Linked DNA regions of Lactuca sativa: region 2 is linked to region 1. Evidence: chromatin contacts called from public Hi-C data. All regions are on one chromosome and are shown on one strand. Each heading gives the region's core, a stretch centred on a gene start, on an enhancer-like site or on the middle of the called end of the contact. The rest is flanking DNA. Distances are from core to core; before and after follow the strand shown.

Region 1 (4,737 bases), core at 1,437-3,936:
TATATATATATATATATATATATATATATATATATATATATATATATATATATATATATATATATGTTTGCATTCTCTTTGTTTTTTTGGAAAGATATGGAGTAGGTACACAACGAAATTGATATATTAGTTTTATGTTGCTTACTTCTCACAAAAACATATGTATATGATGTGGGGATACTGACATAAATGGGTAACAAAATGTCTCAAACGTTTTAAAAACATCATTGAACTATAAAAATTATCAGAAGGCAACAATTTTTTAAAGACCATTGTAATCGAGAAAAACTACTATTCCATGTTACAATGGTATTTAAAAAATAAAAAAAAAAACAAAAAAAACAAAAGTTTGTTACATTATGATATTTATTTAGTTTGGTGGTACTCTTAAGACATTAAGACAATTTGGACAGTTTGTAACCCATTTATGTTATTATTCATTTTTTTTAATGTTTTCGTAGTTGTTACGTCCTTAATACTTTTTAAAAAATTTGGTAGTCTCTCAATGAACACATCTTATTTTTAGAAAATTGTGTTTCTGACTTTCTGAACTTATAAGATGGGTCGGATCAAAAGATATTACATTTTAAAAAATTAGACCCTTTTCCACCATTTTTATCCTTGTCCCACCCACCCACAAAAAATTAAGGTTACTTTCTGAACTTATAAGATGGGTCGGATCAAAAGATATTACATTTTAAAAAACTAGACCCTTTTCCACCATTTTTATCCTTGTCCCACCCATCCACAAAAAATTAAGGTTATATATATATATATATATATATATATATATATATATATATATATATATATATATATATATATATATATATATTAGGGTTGAAGAATTTTATCACTCATTCATATTTTGTATATTATTTGGTCTACCGTAAAACAAAATCCTAGTTATGCCACTACCTATTTATCCATGAAGTACTCAACTAAGTTTCAAATTCTTATATGTTGGTCACATTTTGTTTAGGATTAAACTAATAAACCATATTTTAAAAAATCTCAAAGTAAAAAAAAAAGATTTTTGCTACTTCAAAAGGGAAACTAATAAACCATATTTGTCCAACTACAAAATTGATGTATTTTTCGATCATCTAATGCAAATTGAAGAGCTCAAAAATTGTTTTAATAAAGTAACACCGACATTATTTACTTATATGCATTTTACGGGAATGATGTATTCAAAATGGCTAAATTTTATCCTAACGAGTTCTTTGAGCACAGATTTGGAGCATTTAAAGCAAATCTTCAAAATTATATTGTGGATGTATATATGTATAGATACAAGATTTAATAGTTTGAAGGAAATGAAAACTACGCAAAGTGATGGTTGAAATTAAGAAAGCATACTATATATCTAATGATATATCTTCTATTAAAATTAATACTAATTTTCTCCATTCCAAAATCCAAAATGAAAGGTCTATTTTTAGCAATGATGTTGATAAATAACGTTTTGCATGATAAACTAGTGATCAATTTATGAATGAGCGTTACATATCGAGAAAAATATGTTAGGTAATATTATCAACAATATACACTTATAAATTGTGTGTGAATTATGCTCTTACTGAGCCACACCTACGGATTTGTGTGAAAATTGAAACAAACTTTAACCATCTATTTTAGGATTTTGCAATAGCAATTAGGCGTCAATAATTCTCATTTTAATATGAAACATGTCATGATAATTATTTAATAGTTTTGAGTATAACAGGTTTAGTTGTATGAAAAGTCTAAAGGGGTGTCCATGTCGTTATAGTTTAATGCTTGCACGTTTTGATATCTTTTCAATGATTTGTTGGTGTGTGTTTGGTCAAATTAAAATATCTAAAGGCGAATTCATTTATGGACAATTAGTGTTTAATATAATATTACATTCTAATGACCAAGAAGAAGAATTTGTTGGGAGTAAGGTATATTCACGAATTTATTAAAGTAGTTAACAATTAATTCATTATTTTTTTTGGAAACGAAAAATGATATATAAAGAAATTAATTCATTAATTTATAATCAGAACCAGAGAAATGTTAATGCGCATACGGCATAACTTTATATTCTTTATAACTAAATTAAAAATAATACAAAACAAACAAAATTAGTACCGATCCAACAAAACATCAGAGATAGTAAAATATGTAAAACCAGATAACATTTAACTACTTACTTTTATAATTTAACTAGTTACTTGGGTATAAGATATATGCCAAAATTACAGGTTTCACATGCATCATTGGCTTATTCTAAAGAGATGGTTTATAAAATATCACATTCTTCGATAATAATAATATCATAATATATGTTGTATTGTATAATTTCTTCTCCCTCATCCTCATCATCAACTATAAATACAAGATTTTGCTGTTGCTTGCGAGCTATTATCGAACTAAGTTCTGAAGTTGATTGGACGCAAAGTAAATTTGTGAGGAATAAATGAACCTGTCTGGAAACTTAATTATTGGGATTTTGCAGTTTCTTTAAGTCAAAATATATGCTGTTTAGACTTTTAAATATCAAATAAAAGTGGTTTTGTCGAACTATAGTCAAATAGTTATTTTAGTGAATATCTTATTAGTCATTGTGGCCAAAAGGACAAAAAAACGAGATGTTAATTGTTGCCTTTTTCCAAACAACCCAAAGGCCAAAACCTCTACCTACGACACGTGAAATTGTAAATGATAAAAAGCCTTTTTTGAAAACCAAAATCCATTAACATCTCAGCCGTTCCCTTGCCCTCCAAGTTTATCCAACTCCCTCTCTATACCTCCTCCTCCGTTCGCCGTCGATACCTATTCCGGCATGGCCGCCGCTTTAGAGAACGGTACCGTTGATATTTCTACTGAAGCTGTGGTGGTCGATGATGACGTCAAGTTCGGATTCCAAAGGCAGGAGATGTACACCGAGAATCTCTCCGGATCAGTCCATCCTTACGAACGTCACGTTTTCCTTTGCTACAAGACTCGCGAAGACTGGCCTGCTCGTGTTGAATCCTCCGACTCGGATCTGCTCCCTAAGCGACTTGCTGGAGCTATCAAGGAGCGCAAGAACGATATCGCTGTTAAGGTTATTGTCGCTCACTTGTGTTAATTATTCTAATGAGGTATTTGAAGGTTTTGAGTGTTGACGAGTTTTTTTTCTATTCACGATCTGACTATTGTAGACTCTGATGACGATATTCGAGGGCGGTGCTGCTACTGGTTTGTCAGATGGAGATGTTTTGATTTTTCCTGATATGATCAAGTACAGGTATTGTGAAGTTCGCTAGGGTTTTAAATTCATCAGCTATTTGTTGTGTGTGTGCTATGTAGATTCGTTTTTTTTCCTCAGATTTCTTTTATGGCTCTCCACGAATCTACGATCTGTTGCTTTTGTCAATTTGAAAACAAAACAATAGTCGACGCCATGTGCAACATAGCGGAAATTTTTCTTTTATAGTTTTGATAGAGTTGATACTTAATATAGCATATTATTCGGTCTTGAGCTTCAAATTTGACCATGCTTATATTCCGCATCATACCTAAACTCCATTTCTTTTGCTAATATAAACAAGTGAAATTGGATTTGAAGTATAAAAACACTGAAGTTCAGTAGCCTCTGCCCTGATTAGAACTTTGTGTAAAGAGTAATGTTGATTAAAAAGGCAAAATCTATGCTAGCAAGATGATTCCTTGAATGATAATGTTAGAGGAAAGCTTCGAGAATTTGCAAAGCAATCATATATATCAACAAATTTGGAGGCCTTTGAAATGATGAAATCACACTTTCGATTTTAAACAATCTTAATTGAGGAATGAAAACATGAGAACTTTTCTTCAAAGATGATCTTATTTAGGGTATCCATTATCCAAATCTTCACATAATAGAACACATCGATATGTAGTTTACTTACTAATGCATTTGTGACTGAAGGGGTTTGGAAGAATCAAACGTTGATAGTTTTGTGGAGGAAGTGATTGTGAATGGAAAACCATGGGCTTCAGGAACACCGGAGGTAGTGACAGGTTCATACGTATTTGTGTGTGCTCATAGCAGTCGAGATAAAAGATGTGGTGTTTGTGGGCCAGCTTTAATTGAAAAGTTCAATGAAGAGATTGAAGTTAGGGCATTGAAGGATCAGGTGTTTGTGAGTGCTTGCTCACATGTTGGAGGACATAAGTATGCAGGGAACTTGATAATATATAGTTCAGTTGAAGATGGAAAAGTGTCTGGACATTGGTAAGACAATCCATAACAATTTAATTATTTTTATTTTTCTATTTGAAGCAGAGTCTATAACATTTACTTGCCAAAGAATGTATTAATTCATTCTTCTTATGAATACTTTCTTGTGTTTCTGTTGTATAAGGTATGGTTATGTTACCCCAAATGATGTGGCTGAATTGCTTGACCAACATATCAAGAAGGGTGAGATCATTGAAAGGATTTGGAGGTACGCTTTTCCCCTCTTATGTATTTAGCTTAATTGGTTTTTATTTCCCAATTCAAAAGGGAAATTAGTATTGTTAGAAGTTTGTGCATAATGTTATAATGGATATGATCCTATGACCTAAATGAAACTACTGATTAATCCTTAAAAACCATTCATATTTCATCATCAGATATTGATTTCTAGTTGATTATGTTATTAGAAAATAGAAATGAATTGATAGAAAACATTCAAATATCCATAATCATAGGTGAAGTTATAAAGGACCTTAACAATTATAAACACACAATAATGGAAT
Region 2 (4,737 bases), core at 1,074-3,573, 280 kb after region 1:
TATAATAATTGCAATCGAAAATCCTTGTGTTGTTGAATCCTTGAGAGCAAGCGTCACAAATGGCACGCCTCTAATGGTTCACACCCAACACTAGTAAAGGGAGATGATTGAAAAAGAGGAGAGGACTTCAAAAATTCGGCTAGGTTTTCCAAAGAAGAGGATGGCCAAAATCCATAGGGTATATCTCTATTTATAGTGCAGTCAGGAAACCCTAGCCTAAGGAGGGTTATAGTATAAGGCCAAAATCCAAGGATTATCTTAAACCGGGTAATTATCCACTTTTTTGTTTATCCTCGAAGGATAATTCTAGAATTCCGTAGGCATGAAGAAATCATCCAAACCTAATGGAAAAACCGTCCATAGCCTAAGGAGGGTTATAGATTGCCTCTTGCTCAACTATTGAATAATTACAATTCAGTCCATGCACTTTTCATTAATTTTTTAATCACAAAATTAATTTCAATTAATTTCTGATTAATTATTACTATTCAAATTAATATATTATTCTCATAATATATTAACAAATCATTTATTTCAATTTATCAATCAAATAATAAATTCAATTCTCCAAAATCATTTGTTCGGTTGCTAGTTTTGAGGGCAACCCAAAAGAACTGTGCTACTATCAATTTAAGTATATACCAATTATAGTTATGGGCTTAGACATATAATCAAACATAAACATCCTTAATTATCATCTTTTACATCTTAATCGACATTAAAGTAATCAATCCATGCATTCCAAGGGTTGGAATTGATGATTCCCTACATGAAAACCATTTGAAAAGCTTGATTTCATAGTTTCATTAAAAAAACATAAAAAAAATAGATCTTAATATAAATAAATCATCAATACTCTACTATTTAAATTCATGAATTATGACTTCAATTCATGAAAATTCTCATACTGATCCTCATCCAATCATTGAAGTTTTCATCAAAACTCTCATGGATCTTCACCGAAAATCATAATTCTCGATTCCACATCAAATGATTAATTTACATAGAACTCTTATGGATTCATATTGAGGCTTGAATCCAAACTAGAGAATAACAATTTCAATCATTTAAACACTTAGTAGTTCCATAAATGAATCCAATTCTACAATTAATGGTTAGAGTACAACTCTACAATGCCAAGGTACAACATATAAATGAATCTAGTATTTGAATCACCCAATTTCACCATTAATTGGTGGATTTAAATATTTCAATGATGATTTAACAATCTCATGGTGTTTAATAGGGTAATCTAACACTCCACAACTTGTTGGAACTGCTACATTAAGAATTCCACTATTAATGGAGCTTGAAGCTCAAAACTCAATCCAATTCCCCATTAAACCAATTAGGGGTTGGTTTAATGAAGAAGGAGAGTCCAAATACTAAATTCTTGCTTGAATATATCAACAAATCTTCAATATAAACACCATTAACAGATTTAGGGTCAAAACTCAAACCCTATGTTTGAACTCATGGAGAAGATGAGTAAAAATGATACCTCCAATCACTTTGATGAAGCTTTAGATTGACAATTCCTTCAATTCTTCACAAAACTAGCTTTAAATCTCCTTGAATCATTCAAAATCGCCATATGAGTGTTCTTCCCTCCTCTCAAACGTTTTATCATCTAATGGTAAGAGGCTCCCTCTATTTAGCTTCTAATTTTCAAGGTTTTGCATAATTACCCCTTCCTTTCTCATAATTGACACATTTTGACCAAAGATTTAAATGAACATCCATATTTTATACATTGATCACAAGAATGATTTTTCTTAGTCAAATGGTCATTGACTAGTCAACCCTTGATCTTAAGTTTTCTATTCGACTTCCACTCATTAGGTCCAAACACTTATTTTATTAAAGTAATATTATTTATTTTACAAAACTTCATTAAATAATGTTATAATACATTTATTATTTTATTTATTATTTATTTTTATCACCAAAGAAGGTGAAACTTTTAAGCCCCAAATTAGGATGTTACATGTGTTATTCACGTGGACAACTTAAACTTAACCGGGATTGTAAAGTTGTTAGTTTGAGAGACCAAAACGTTAAAATAAATAAAGAAATAAAAAAAAAAAAAAAAGTTTACAATTTTCTCTACCATGCGATCATTTCTATAATTATTTTATTTTCTAATGTTTGATCGGATTTGATAATGGTCTGAATGAATATTTACCTATTTTTAAATATTCTGAAAGAAAATAAACATATTTATATATTTGAGACAAGTGACAAGCCTATAAGAATCTATAAATTGTCGTTTATATAAGATATAGTCGAATATTAAAATTTATTCTGTTTATCAAACTCAACCCATTCTTTCTTTCCATCTCTTTTCCCTTTTTCTCACCTAAATTTTATAATGAATTAAATAATACGACTCGCACAGTTTTTGTCAGAACGACTCGCAATTCCTCTCCCTTATCTTTGCCGATCAAGAACGCAACAACACAATCCCCACATAAAGCCTAAAACTTTTACAATACTCTTCTCTTTTATCTCTACCCTATACTCTATAACCTCCAACATCTGCCTCTCTTTCAAGTCCAATTTACATTTGCCTGCGTTGATTCTTGAACTGAAGCTTTGTAATCGGTTTCTAAGTTCTGTTTGTATGATTTGTGGTGTAAATTGGAGTTTGAAGGCGTATAGTTTGATTTTATTTCCCAAATAAAGTTAACCCGATTAACTTTTCAATAATAAAGTGCGTTTCGACTTATTTCTGTTGCTGATCTTGTATGTATCTGTTTTATATGGTGGGTATATACCCTATGCCTTCAGAATGCGGTGTTGAAAATTTTGCCTGTAAGTGTTTGTGAAAGTCCTCAACGAGTGTTCGAAGATAAAAAAAAAAGTTGAAGAAAATGGGATCCGGGAATGGGTTTTACTCAACAGGGGAGTTTAATTTGGAAGCAAAGTGGTCGATTGATCCGAAGCTTCTTTTTGTTGGTCCAAAGATCGGAGAAGGTGCACATTCAAAAGTCTATGAGGGCAAGTAAGTCAACTTTGTTAACCAAAATGTCATGTTAATTCAGTAAAAAAAAAAAAAATAATTGTACTAATTAGGAAGATGGGATCTCATATCATTATTTTCCAGATATAAAAACCAGAATGTTGCGATTAAGATCATAAACAAAGGCGACACCCCAGAAGAAATTTCAAAGATCGAAGGTCGTTTTGCTCGAGAAATCGCCATGTTGTCTAAAGTCCAACACAAGAACTTAGTAAAGGTAATCTTGATCAAATATTATATCAGATCTTACAACAATTACATAAAATTCTGTATGAAAATGAATATGAATATGATCACACTACAGTTTATTGGAGCTTGTAAGAAACCAATCATGGTGATTGTAACCGAGCTTCTTACTGGTGGCACACTACGTAAATATTTATTAAATATGCGACCAAGGGGATTGTTGGATACACGTGTCGCTATTGGGTTTGCACTTGATATAGCTCGAGCAATGGAATGCTTACACTCACATGGAATCATTCATCGTGATTTAAAACCTGGTAAATTAAATTTCCCATTTCTCTTTATTACTAATATATGTTTTTTTTAATATTTCCTTTGTTAAATTGTTTCAGAAAACTTGTTGTTGACATCCGATCACAAATCTATAAAACTCGCTGATTTTGGTTTGGCAAGAGAAGAATCGTTAACAGAGATGATGACTGCAGAAACAGGAACTTATCGCTGGATGGCTCCAGAGGTATGTTATTGTTAATATACTCCTTTTGTAATGTTTTTTGTTATTCGGGGTTAAATTCGATATTTATGAAACATTGTTTTCTTATGTTTTTTTTTATAGCTTTATAGCACTGTAACATTAAGACATGGAGAAAAGAAACATTATAACCACAAGGTGGATGCATACAGCTTTGCAATTGTTTTGTGGGAGCTTATACACAATAAGTTGCCTTTTGAAGGCATGTCAAATCTTCAAGCCGCCTATGCAGCCGCCTTTAAGGTATCTGTCTGCTGTCTACTGTCTACTATTACTGGCTATACTGACAGTGTATTTAATGTTCTGCAGAATGTGAGGCCGAGTGCTGATGAACTGCCTGAGGATTTGGCTTTAATTGTGACATCTTGTTGGAAGGAAGATCCGAATGGTCGGCCAAATTTCAGTCAAATTATACAAATGCTTCACCATTACCTGTCAACCACCGCGGTGCCGCCGCCACCGGAAGCCACCGCGGTGCCGCCACGGATGTTCAACGTGTTTCTGCCGGATTCCCCTGGAACAAGCACGTTGATCTCAAAAGAAGATGAAATACCAACAACGCCCCTGCATGACACCCCGAAAGGTGGTCCGTTTTCGTGCTTTTATCGGTGTTGTCGGTGATATTGACAAAAGGGTAGTTTTGGAACATACTTATCAAGTAAAAATAGGACAAGTGTTGATGGAGAAGGTGTAAATTATGAAGTGAGTTTAGATGAGATGATAGTTGTGGTTGTAAAATATAAAAGCTATTTGTTTCAAGGGTAATAAAATTCCTTCTGTTGACATCAAAATCACAATCATAATATTTGGTAAACACGAACATTAATATTAATATGTCATGATACGAAAGATGTGTGAAACGTATTTAAGTTAAACCTTTTTAGGTGTTGTTATAAGAAAGACTTTTATGTCATGTACTTGGTCTCTAGAAGCGTATTTTATGTTCAACACTATATACTTGTAACAAGCCGTGATTTGACTTTGACTATGCAGAGGC

The links. Hi-C and Micro-C count contacts between places; a contact is called where the count stands out from the background.
Region 2: a Hi-C map of leaf shows a contact between it and region 1, with 10 times the contacts expected there. The contact joins the promoter of LOC111883081 here to the promoter of LOC111883044 in region 1. A contact is called at or near these places in 2 of 4 Hi-C or Micro-C datasets (bud and leaf).

The regions. Positions count from the first base shown.
Region 1 is chr4:405,531,312-405,536,048 of Lsat_Salinas_v11, forward strand. LOC111883044 (altered inheritance of mitochondria protein 32) reads left to right here and starts at 2,687. Exons shown (of 5, transcript XM_023879403.1): 1 at 2,687-3,076; 2 at 3,174-3,259; 3 at 3,923-4,228; 4 at 4,359-4,442. The coding sequence starts at 2,813.
Region 2 is chr4:405,814,454-405,819,190 of Lsat_Salinas_v11, forward strand. LOC111883081 (serine/threonine-protein kinase STY13) reads left to right here and starts at 2,324. Exons shown (of 5, transcript XM_023879446.3): 1 at 2,324-3,004; 2 at 3,107-3,525; 3 at 3,601-3,725; 4 at 3,825-3,983; 5 at 4,050-4,531. The coding sequence starts at 2,874. The coding sequence ends at 4,361.